Regions from separate parts of the Mus musculus genome. Here regions 2 and 3 are each linked to region 1. A link is a contact called in public promoter capture Hi-C data. All regions are on one chromosome and are shown on one strand. The core of a region is the stretch at or near the end of the contact, and the rest is flanking DNA. Distances in the headings are between cores, read along the strand shown.

The links. Promoter capture Hi-C pulls out the DNA fragments that hold promoters and counts their contacts.
Region 2: a contact with region 1 is called in a promoter capture Hi-C map of liver, with 2.8 times the contacts expected there. The contact joins the promoter of Cox16 here to the promoter of Dcaf5 in region 1. A contact is called at or near these places in 4 of 39 promoter capture datasets (the HPC-7 cell line, cranial neural crest, liver and 1 more).
Region 3: a promoter capture Hi-C map of cranial neural crest shows a contact between it and region 1. The contact joins the enhancer-like site here to the promoter of Dcaf5 in region 1. A contact is called at or near these places in 3 of 39 promoter capture datasets (cranial neural crest, hippocampal neurons and pre-B cells) and 3 of 115 datasets of contacts at active chromatin or transcription factors (large pre-B cells, pancreatic cancer cells and stem cell-derived neural progenitor cells).

The regions. Positions count from the first base shown.
Region 1 is chr12:80,434,645-80,438,037 of GRCm38.p6, forward strand. Dcaf5 (DDB1 and CUL4 associated factor 5) reads right to left here and starts at 1,957. Exons shown (of 9, transcript NM_177267.5): 1 at 1,541-1,957. The coding sequence starts at 1,754.
Region 2 is chr12:81,483,807-81,486,811 of GRCm38.p6, forward strand. It overlaps Cox16 (cytochrome c oxidase assembly protein 16), which reads right to left and starts at 1,331. Exons shown (of 4, transcript NM_001309809.2): 1 at 1,091-1,331. The coding sequence starts at 1,159. The region is part of intron 3 of Gm20498 (predicted gene 20498); the gene reads right to left.
Region 3 is chr12:79,375,492-79,378,909 of GRCm38.p6, forward strand. All of the region lies in intron 7 of Rad51b (RAD51 paralog B), which reads left to right. Among named protein-coding and RNA genes, the nearest start is that of Rad51b, 80 kb to the left of the region's middle. Within about 2 kb of position 2,075, at least 15 of the 459 cell types and tissues checked have an H3K27ac peak or open chromatin away from gene starts, as enhancers often do.

The DNA.
Region 1 (3,393 bases), core at 707-3,206:
TTTAAGCAAGGGGAAAATAATCTGGTGTGAAAAGATGGGGTCAGTTCTAGAGAAATCTCCGGTCTATCATGAAATAATCACAGACCTCTTATCTCTGCTACCCACAAACTGGACCATACTCATGGTGGCACTTCCGCCTGATACTTGCGAAGACAGATGCTTTGCCATAACCGCCGAAGTTTCTGGAAAGCTGCCCACTGACGCAAATTAGAAAGCCATTCAGGTATCCACCTGGATGAAGTTAAGCGCCACGTCCAGGGCTGCCCCCCCCCCCCCCCCCGCCCAACCCTCCCAGTATAGGAAAAAGGGTCGAGGAAGGAGGCGAGCGGGAACGCCCGATCTGGTCTAGGCCCTTCACAGCGCAGCCGGGTTTCAGGGAGCCGCCCCTTCTCGGGCAAGAGCCCAGCCCCACCCGCCCACACCCGGGGCCGCGACCCCAGGGGAGGAGCGGGGGCAGCCAGCGACCCTGCCGCGGCGTACGCAGGCGCCGCCGCTGCCACCGTCGCCGCCGCCGCTCGGGTCCGGCCTCCCCCCCCGGAGCAATAGGCTATCGATTCAGCTGCCTGTCGCTAGGAGCCCCGAGAGAGCAAGGCCTACACCGCCCGGCCGGAGCCCCGGCCTCGATTGCACCACTTTCCCCCACCCCAGCGGGGAGACCCTGGAGGCAAGTAGGCCCAGCTGAACCGGGTGGGGGAGGAGGCGAGCAGCCCTGCAACAGGAGCCGCGCGGGTGAAGGGGGTCCTGGAGCCCGCCTCCCGCCAGTAGGTCTCCCGGGGGGTCCTCCTGAAGCCCTGCCTCCCGAACAGCGCATCCAAGTTCAGGCTGGTTGGTGTCCCTAGGTCGCTAGAGCCCTCGCCACTCTCGGAACCATAATAAAAACAAGACGCTGAAGAGGCTACCACTGCGTGCTGGGAGATGGGATTGGGCCCTGAGAGAGCCAGGGGGAGGGGACGCCTCTCTGCTACCCGTCACCACCCGCCCGACCCCGCTGGCCCCACGGTGTCCGGCTCTGTCACCGCCGGCCTCCGGCTCCGAGGCCCCTTTTCTCCATGACACCGAGGACTGGGGCTCGAGCTTCGCCTGGCCTTTGGCGAGCCTTGGTCTCCCCCCCCCCCCCGGCCAGCCCTCCCCCCAGTGCCCCCCGCACCTTTTAAACTACGCAGAGGAAGAGTTTGCCAACCAACTTAGTCAAACCGTAACCTCGTCCCCCTCCCCGACCCACACTGGTGGGGCAGGCATCTGGAGGGACCACTTTGCACTTGGGATAAAGCACATTAAAGACCTGTCAACCATTTTAGGTCTTTTTTTATATATATAGAAGACATCCTCCTCTCCTTCCCCTTCTTCCTTCCCTCCCCCCTCCCTTCCTCCCTCCCCCTGCAATGGTATTAATTTCACACCAAATCTTCCCACCGCTGGAGAGGGGTTGAGAAGGGCGGGGGTGGGGACGCAGGGCAGCAGGAGGGTGGCGGGGAAGGGGAAGGGGCAGCTGGAAGGGGAGCGGGAGGCGCGGGGAGGGGAAGGAAGGGGGTTGATTTACCTGAGACCAGCCACTGGCCTCCATTGTTGGAGAATTCAATGGCATTGACACAGCCGAAGTGGCCGAGAAGGTCCTTCTTGTAGAGGTTTCTGCAGCCCCGCAGGCGTCTCCTCTGAAAGTCCTGAGTGAGCAGGGGGTCCCCATGCAAGCCCCGCTGGGACAAGAAGCCCACCACTGACCTCATGCTGCCCCCCAGGCCAGCTCTCCTCTTCATGCTGGAACCGCCGCCGCCACCGCCGCTGCAGCTCGCGCCGCCGCCCCTCCCTCGGCCGCACGCCGGGCCGCCGCTCCCCTCCCGTCCCGTCCCTCCCCGCGCGCAGCGAGCCGGAGGCTTCTTTAACCAGCCATGGCAGACGGAGCGAGGTGTGCAGACGGTCGGTCGGCGGCGTTCGCGGCTTCCTCACGGTCGCGTCCCTCCCTCCCCTTCCCCCCTAGGCTCCGCCTCCCTGCCGCCTCCAGCAGCTGATCCCCAGCTGCGGTCGCGCTTCCGCGGTGCGGGGCTCTTCCGCCGGCCGCCGGGCCGGAGAACGCGGGCGCCAGCTGCCCCTCCCCCGCGGACGGCTGCCCGGAGATGGCGGGCGGCGGCTTGCAGCGGCCGCTGACCGCGCCGAACCACGGTTGGCTCAGGATGGCGGCGACGGGGCACCCCCGGCACGCCGCACTCTGAAGTTGGACACGCGTAACAATCAGAGTGGCAGCCGGCCTGCGGGCTCACCCTCCTTCCCTGGAGGGACAGCGGCTCGCCCAGCGCTGCTCGCTGCCTCCTGGGGCGCCCAGTTCCCTGTTCAAGTGAGGGAACCCACGATTGGACTGGACGTCTGGAAGGAGGTTGTCTGTGGGGTTTTATCGGTGCACCTGCCCTTTCCAAAAATGTTGATACACCCTTCTATTCTCCAATTCAGTTTTCTAATTGACACTCACCACCACCCCCACCACCACCCCCAGCCTATCGGTTTAAAAAAAAAGGCAGAATTATTCAAGCTGATAGGACACTTGGGTTTAGGGGGTTGCGGAGAGGTGAAAAGAGAATTGAGCTGATATAGTAGCCATATAGTAGAGCGTATGCTTTTTGCATTCTTCAAGTTCTGGGTTCAATCTCTAGCACTAACAATCCCCACCCCCCACTCCCAAAAGAAAGTGAGAAGAAAATTGCCAAAATCAAATTGAGAAGGTCCTCTGTCCATTGGTTCCAGATGCATTTGCAAGCCACAAGAAACATTATGAAACGTAGCAGTATCTTATTTCATTGGTAGGGGTGAGGCCAAAGGTCTTGAGAATGGAGGCCTGGAGATGCACAGCTGTTAACCAGCAGCCACAGTATAGTCCAGAAGTAGCTGCCTTTCAATAGTGCAGGAGTCCTCAGTTGAGTTGACCTCAGTGAGGAAACTGGGTAAGTGCACTGGAATTTTACCAGGTAAAGTTGAAAGTCCCCTTTTCAATGGAGTGCTTTTCCAGGAAACTATCCTCTATCATTAGTGGTAATTAACTAACCTGAAATAGGCAGGTGTCAGGTTTGCCCTTTCAGTTTAACACGAATTACAATCTCAGGACCAGAGATGGCACAGGAGTGGTTAAATACAACCATAGGTGAAAGATGAACTAAAGAAATTCTTAAGATAAAGATGGGGAATGAGGAAGAGGTTCACCTGTCAAGCAAAATTATTTTTTTGCAAGTAGTTAATTCAAAAGTTCATATAACAACATTCTAAATTTATTAGAAGGTCACCAAACCCAAAAATGAGAATTCAAATGGAATATTATCCCTTAAATAAGAAAATGAGGGGCTGGTGAGATGGCTCAGCAGGTAAGAGCACCCGACTGTTCTTCCGAAGGTCCTGAGTTCAAATCCCAGC
Region 2 (3,005 bases), core at 81-2,580, 1.0 Mb after region 1:
TGTGTGTGTGTGCGCGCGCGCGCGTTATAAAACAGAAGAGGAGAAACCCAGAACTCAGAGGAGGATTTCTCAAATTGGGCATAGAAAGTGCTCTTTGCTTAACTTCTGGAAGGGCATCTGTAAAATAAATTAGGCTTAAGAGTTTTTTCTAGACAGAGTTCCAGAGTGTGCCTTCATAAGACTGATAGGACCATTTAAAAACTGACCAAGAAAGGAATTTCCATTTGTAAAGGAGCCTCTTTCCTGCTGGGTAGCCCCGAAAATAGGGCAGGGTGCTAAGTCTACATAGAAAGCCTAGCCCTGAGATTTTTTTTTTCTTTCCATAACATCTTGACTTTTATAATTTTGAAAGAAAATCAAATTGACTCCCATAGTGATAAATGGTAAGTCAGTAGCAACATCCGTGATTTTGAACGGCAGAGGAACTTGCAGAAATAAAAAAATTTATATATGCCTTGTAAATTGCTGTCATTTTATAAAAACGAACGCTTACCCCAAAACTCTTAAAGCAGATTGCAGAGTTCCCTAATTATCAAAACAAGATCCAGACACATCAAAGACGACTTAAAAAAACATATTACGTTTCTAAAATCAACCTTTCTTTTAGCAGTGCTTAAATACAAAAGGCACTTCACACGTGCCAAGAACCACACCAAGAAAAATGTCTTGTATTTTTAAAAGTTTTTGTTTATTTTCTTTTATATCGTAATATGCTAAAGCAAATTAACTTAACAATGATCAAACAACAAATTATGAACATAATTACTACAAATGAATGTAATTATTAAAGAAGACATTTGATTAGTCTTCTTGCAAAATCTCAACATTTAACCCAGGAAAGGTACTGTAAAACGGGGATAGTAACACGCGCGTTCACGAAGGGAAAGGAAACGGGGGGTGGGGGATGGCGGGACCCGAGGTACACTTTTGAGCGTGAACTTAAAAACAAAAACAAAAACCTCAAAGCTCCGGTGGCTCCCACAGACCCCCTAGTCAGCAGTATCCGAAAGACAGCACCAATACGCCACTCAGCCAAAGAGGGCCCGCCCCTTCCGGACTCGCAGCCCCTGCTCCCGTCACAGCCGCTCACCAACATGGGAACTCCATAGCGTAGAGTCTTGTTCTTACGCAGAGCTCGCAACACAGCGGGCGCAATCATGGCAGAAGGTGCGGCCTGCTTAGTCAGCCGCTTCCAGAGCGAGCCCAGCGCGGCCCGCAACACGTCTCAGGCGAAGTTGTAGACTCAGCGCAGGCTTTGGGTGCCAGGTCCACGCCTGATAAGCCTCCCCGAGGCAAACGGAAACGATTGGCCTTAACGCACTTCTGCTTCCTCCCTCCCCCGGAAGTCGAGGCTTCTGAGCTCTGGTTCCGTGACCTCAGGATACGCCGGGTGCAATTGGGTTTTTCGATTTGGAAAATCTGTAATTCGCATATTCTGGATCTTGACTTCTGCGACTCAAGAAACTCAGATAAAGGGCGGGGTTGGTTTTTAAGCTAATGCACAAGTAGCACCAGGTTAATGAACACATTTTAAGTCGTGGCTCATCAGTTGTAACTGAACTTTTTAAAATTTTTTATTATTTTATTTATTTACAATTCAAATGCTATCCCCCGTCCCGGTTTCTGCTCCGCAAACCCTCTATCCTACTCCTTACTCTCTGCTTCTTTGAGGGTGCTCCCCCACCGACTCCCACCTCACTGCCCTAGCATTCTCCTACACTGGAGCATCAGGCCTTCAGAGGACCAAGGGCCTCTCCTCCAATGGATACCAGATAAAGCCATCCTCTGCTACAAATGCACCTGGAGCCATAGGTCCCTCCACGCATACTCTTTGGTTGGTGGTTTAGTCCCTGGGAGCTCTGGGGAATCTGATTGGTTGTTCTACCTATGGGGTTGCAAATCCCTTCAGTTCCTTCAAGTCCTTCCCCAACTCCTCTATTGGGGTCCCTGTTCTCAGTCCGATGGTTGGATGTGAGCATCCACATCTGTATAGGTAAGGCTCTGACAGCCTCTCAGGAGACAGCTATATCAAGCTCCTTGCAACAAGCACTTCTTGGCATCGGCAATAGTGATGGCTGTATGGGTATTGATCAACAATAGGTTTGGTAGCTGCATATGGGATGGATCCCCAGGTAGGGCAGTCTCTGATGGCCTTTCCTTCAGTCTCTACTCCACTCTTTGTCCCTATATTTTCTTTAGACAAGAGCAATTTTGGATTAAAATTTTTGAGAAAAGTGGGTGGCCCCATCCCTCAACTGGGGGTCATGTCTAACCTCTGGATATGGTCTCTACAGGTTCTCCCTCCCCTTTGTTGGGTATTTCAGCTAATGTCATCCCCATTGGGTCCTGGGAACCTCTTGCTTTCCTGGTGTCTGGGACCTTCTGTTGGCTACCTCCTGTTCATCTCCCATTGCAACACACCTTTCTGTTCAGTTCCCTGATCCTGGCTCTGTACATCTCCCCTGTTTCTTCCCACCTGACCCTGCCCCCCCTTTTTTTCTTCTCCCCTTCCTTTATTCCTCCCAACCTTCCCACCCTCTATCTCCCATGATTATTTTGTTCCCTCTTCTAAGTAGGACTGAAGCATCACACTTTGGTCTTCCTTCTTCTTGAGCTTCATATGGTCTGTATAAGTTGTATCATGAATATTCCAAGCTTTTTTTCCTAATATCCACTTATCAGTGAGTGTATACCATGTGTGTTCTTTTGTGACTGGATTACCTCACTCAAGATGATATAGTCTAGGTTTTTTTTTTTTTTTTTTTTTTTGCCTGCGAATTTCATGAAGTCCTATACTTAATGAATGAACACTTGTTTTTCATTGTTTGTGTGCCTCTGGATGAGTCAAGAAACACAGAAACAAAAAAGAAGAAACAGGTCATCTAATAGGGACACAAACTAGAAAGTATGATAGTTTGGATGAACAAAACACCTGCCTTGTCTTTTCCAGGAAGAGACAGAGAAAACCTTTGCCTCTGCCTCTGTCTCTCTGATGCCACTGAAAT
Region 3 (3,418 bases), core at 825-3,324, 1.1 Mb before region 1:
ATTCCTGCCCTGAGGAACTTGTCTTGTGCATCCTTTTGGGGAGGTTGTGCGAATGGCTAAACAGGCATATGTGGGCATGTAACTCTGCCTTGGTAGGAGCGTTCTTTACAGAAACCTACTCCAGCTCTCATCCTGAAAACTTGCTTTCATTGAATCGAGATTTTAACTATATCATTCCCCATTACTGCAAACAGATGCTTTAATCATGTTATTTATTTATTTATTTATTTATTTTTAGCTTCTGACACAGTAGAATCTTTGGGGTTCTCTTAACTCTATTTTTCTTAGTAGTTGCACATGCACAATTAAAAGGCAAAAATAGGGAAAATTTAGTAAGTAGGCATTAGGTTCAAGACTAATTAAAATATGAAGAAAATTATAATCATTGGCTTGGGGAGAACGTTTTCCTTAAAAAAATGAGACCATCTTAGACACTGCTGGCTTCAGTTCAGAGAACATCCCTTGTAGCAACTCTGCTAGGCTCCCACTCCTCAATTACTGCTGATGCCGAAAATTAAGCATCCTGGGACTTGGATGGCATGTCTACATCTGCTTTCCCCCTTTCTGTATGCCCTGAGTTCTCCCTCCTCAACTGTTTCTTAGCACAAGAATTCCCAAATTAGTTCAAGAAGTAAACTTGAAATCTCTAAAAGAAGAGGACTTTTGTAATCTTTCACAGCTCTGGGATTCACTGAAGCTATTGGAATACTTTCAGAGAATAATACAGTTTACCAAGCTGAAGCTTTTTGTTGTTGATTTAGGTTGTGACTAATTGTGAACATCAATAATGGAATTGATGAAACCTGTGCCGATCATTTGCCGCCCTTTCTTGAAGAGTATTAGTAATGATCATTGAATGTTCCAAGCAAGCCTGTCAAGTTATTTGATAATCGTCATATTATTTCCAGTAAACTCTTGGCCTTCCTAAATCAGACTGCTAGTTTGTTTTTATTATATATAGCTAAGGAGTATAGGTGAGAGAGCACCTGTAAAAAAGGTTTGCACTTACTATGCTTTTGAGTGTCAGACTCTTTAGAGGTACCTTAAGGTAGCAGAACAGAGTTGGTGGCCAGGTCATTACTTTCTTAGTGATTGTAATTGTAAGTGCCCCTTGTTTAACTTGGAGCTGGTAGAAGATTATTTTTCTTAACTGACCCAAGTATGCTTTGTGAAGTGATAATGACCATCACTTTGTGTTCTACTCCTCAATAAAGATGCAATTGAACGGGAGTGACAGATGGCTGTTAAATTAAGATCATTCTTGAAAGCAAGGGTACTCAGAGTAGCTCACTTACATTTTTACTTCTTGGGGGCCAAGTGTATTCTGTCAGGTAGAACACTCGTGGAACCCTGTATAAAGGCTGAGGTCTCAGGCCACTGCAGCAGCCAATCTATGCTGTGTGTAGTTCTTTCCAGCTGTAATAGCCCCACTCCTTTGCTGCTTTTATGGACATTAATTAGCTGCTGCCTTTTGGCCTTTGATAACTTTGTTTCTGTATGTTTATTATTATTTTTTTTATAGAATATCCTTCATGGGTTCTGTCGTTTAGATACCGGCTGAATAGGAAGGCATGTCACGTAAAATTTTCTCTTTGCTCAGTATAATGTATTTTGTGTTAGAAATCTTGCCAGATCCTCTTTCTAAATTCCATCTTCAGTGTTTGTGATTGGCTACTTGTTGTTATAAAAACATGAAAAAGACTGATTTTGTTAATGAAAAGTAACCAGTATATTTTCTCATCAAGGAAAAACAGTTGCACGTAAAATAGGTATTTCTTGGAGGCAGAAGTTTAAAGGAATTCCTCTTTCTCTTCTTTCATTTTCTTCTTTCCAAATTGTTCTCATCCATTTAGTGTAGGGAGTCTTTCAATGTTTGGTGTCGTCATGGGGAACAAAAGTGACACTTGATTGCCTGAAGTCCCATAGCTTTTGCTGTGTATTTTCTGCATCTGGGGTCTATTCTGTTACCATATAAAACTATTAAACATTGCAATTCAAAACTGTATGTCCCACAATCAAGTATTTATAAACACATCTGAAACTTGTAAGTATAACCCGCTCTGAGATGGGGAGGCCATGTTTATGATACAGGAGTGTTACATTCTCTCTGCAATGTTTCAGATCAGGCTCAGTGGCTGCAAGACACTTTGAACTGATGTTGTCTGAAGGATTTTTGTTTGTTTTTCTTATTCATGTGAACTTAAACTGTAACTGTGTCTGACTAGTTTGCAGCTTAAGTTATATTTCTTATGCCAACAGAATTTTTCTTTCTGATTGTAGGTTTAGTAGTATTTTTCATAGAATATGACTGTGTGGGTAAAAAATAAAGTTATTGTTTTGATATTTTTTTCCCTCTTTAACTTTAGGAAGCCATCAGTTAAGTAGGCAGGAAGGCAGCTGGAGAGGATAACCAGGGGCTTGCTCTGCATCTTTGTATCTGTTTGCAGACATAAGCTGACTAGAAGCTTACTGCTTCACTACATTACTGTTAAAGATAATAGCGTGGCAGAGTGGCTAGGAGGCATCGAGCTGCATGGGCTGTGCTCCAGTTTGAACTGAGTCTCGAGACACCTGGTTCTTGTTATTTTCCAGATTGCTTCTGGGGAAGTCTCGTGATTGCTGAGTGTCATGTGACTGCATCATTCTGTCTCAGAGGAAAGACTGGGCTATTTATTTTCTAACTACAATGGCATCTTAACACATTGCCATGGGTGAATCTCATCACTCTGCTTTGCCTCAGTTTCTCCATCTGTTAAGTGGCTGTGTGGTTTGAGATCCATTTAATTTATTGGAGCCAAGCTTTTTAAAGCTGTGTAGAACTGGGCTCAATTTGAATGAATTTAGGGTATAGGATAATATTGCCCCAATAGTGCATCCGTCCACCTTTAAGAAGTCTACTGTCCATTTCTCTATCTAGAATAAAAAGAATAGTTAGGCATCTAAGATAGTTTGCATGCCCTATGCATGTCCTAGCTAGTAATAATAGTCTTAATCACTTTTAAATTCATTATCTGATTTATTTATAGACACCTATAATTAACCAGTAGCACCTCTGAATCTTGATTTTTATGAAGGTTCATGATATACTTTTGCTGGTGTTAGACAGCAGGCAGAGGACTAAATAGTCTCTCAGCTATAAAGTCTCCGTGATATTGTTATCTCCATTGATAGTTAAAATATGTTTAAAAATTATTTTCCCTGTTCATTTGACATTATTAATGGCAGTATTCCCTGAATAACCAAAGAAGCTAAAGTTTCTTTGGTGTAGTTTTAGAAGTTTAAGACAGCTGGGAAGAATGCTGGCTTTAGAAGGGTCAGCTTTAAGGTATTGAGGAATGTTATGCAAAAGAAAATTATTAGGCTATCTGATTTTCATGTATGTATTTGCCAAAGTTAAAAATTAAGAGACTAGAGTTTG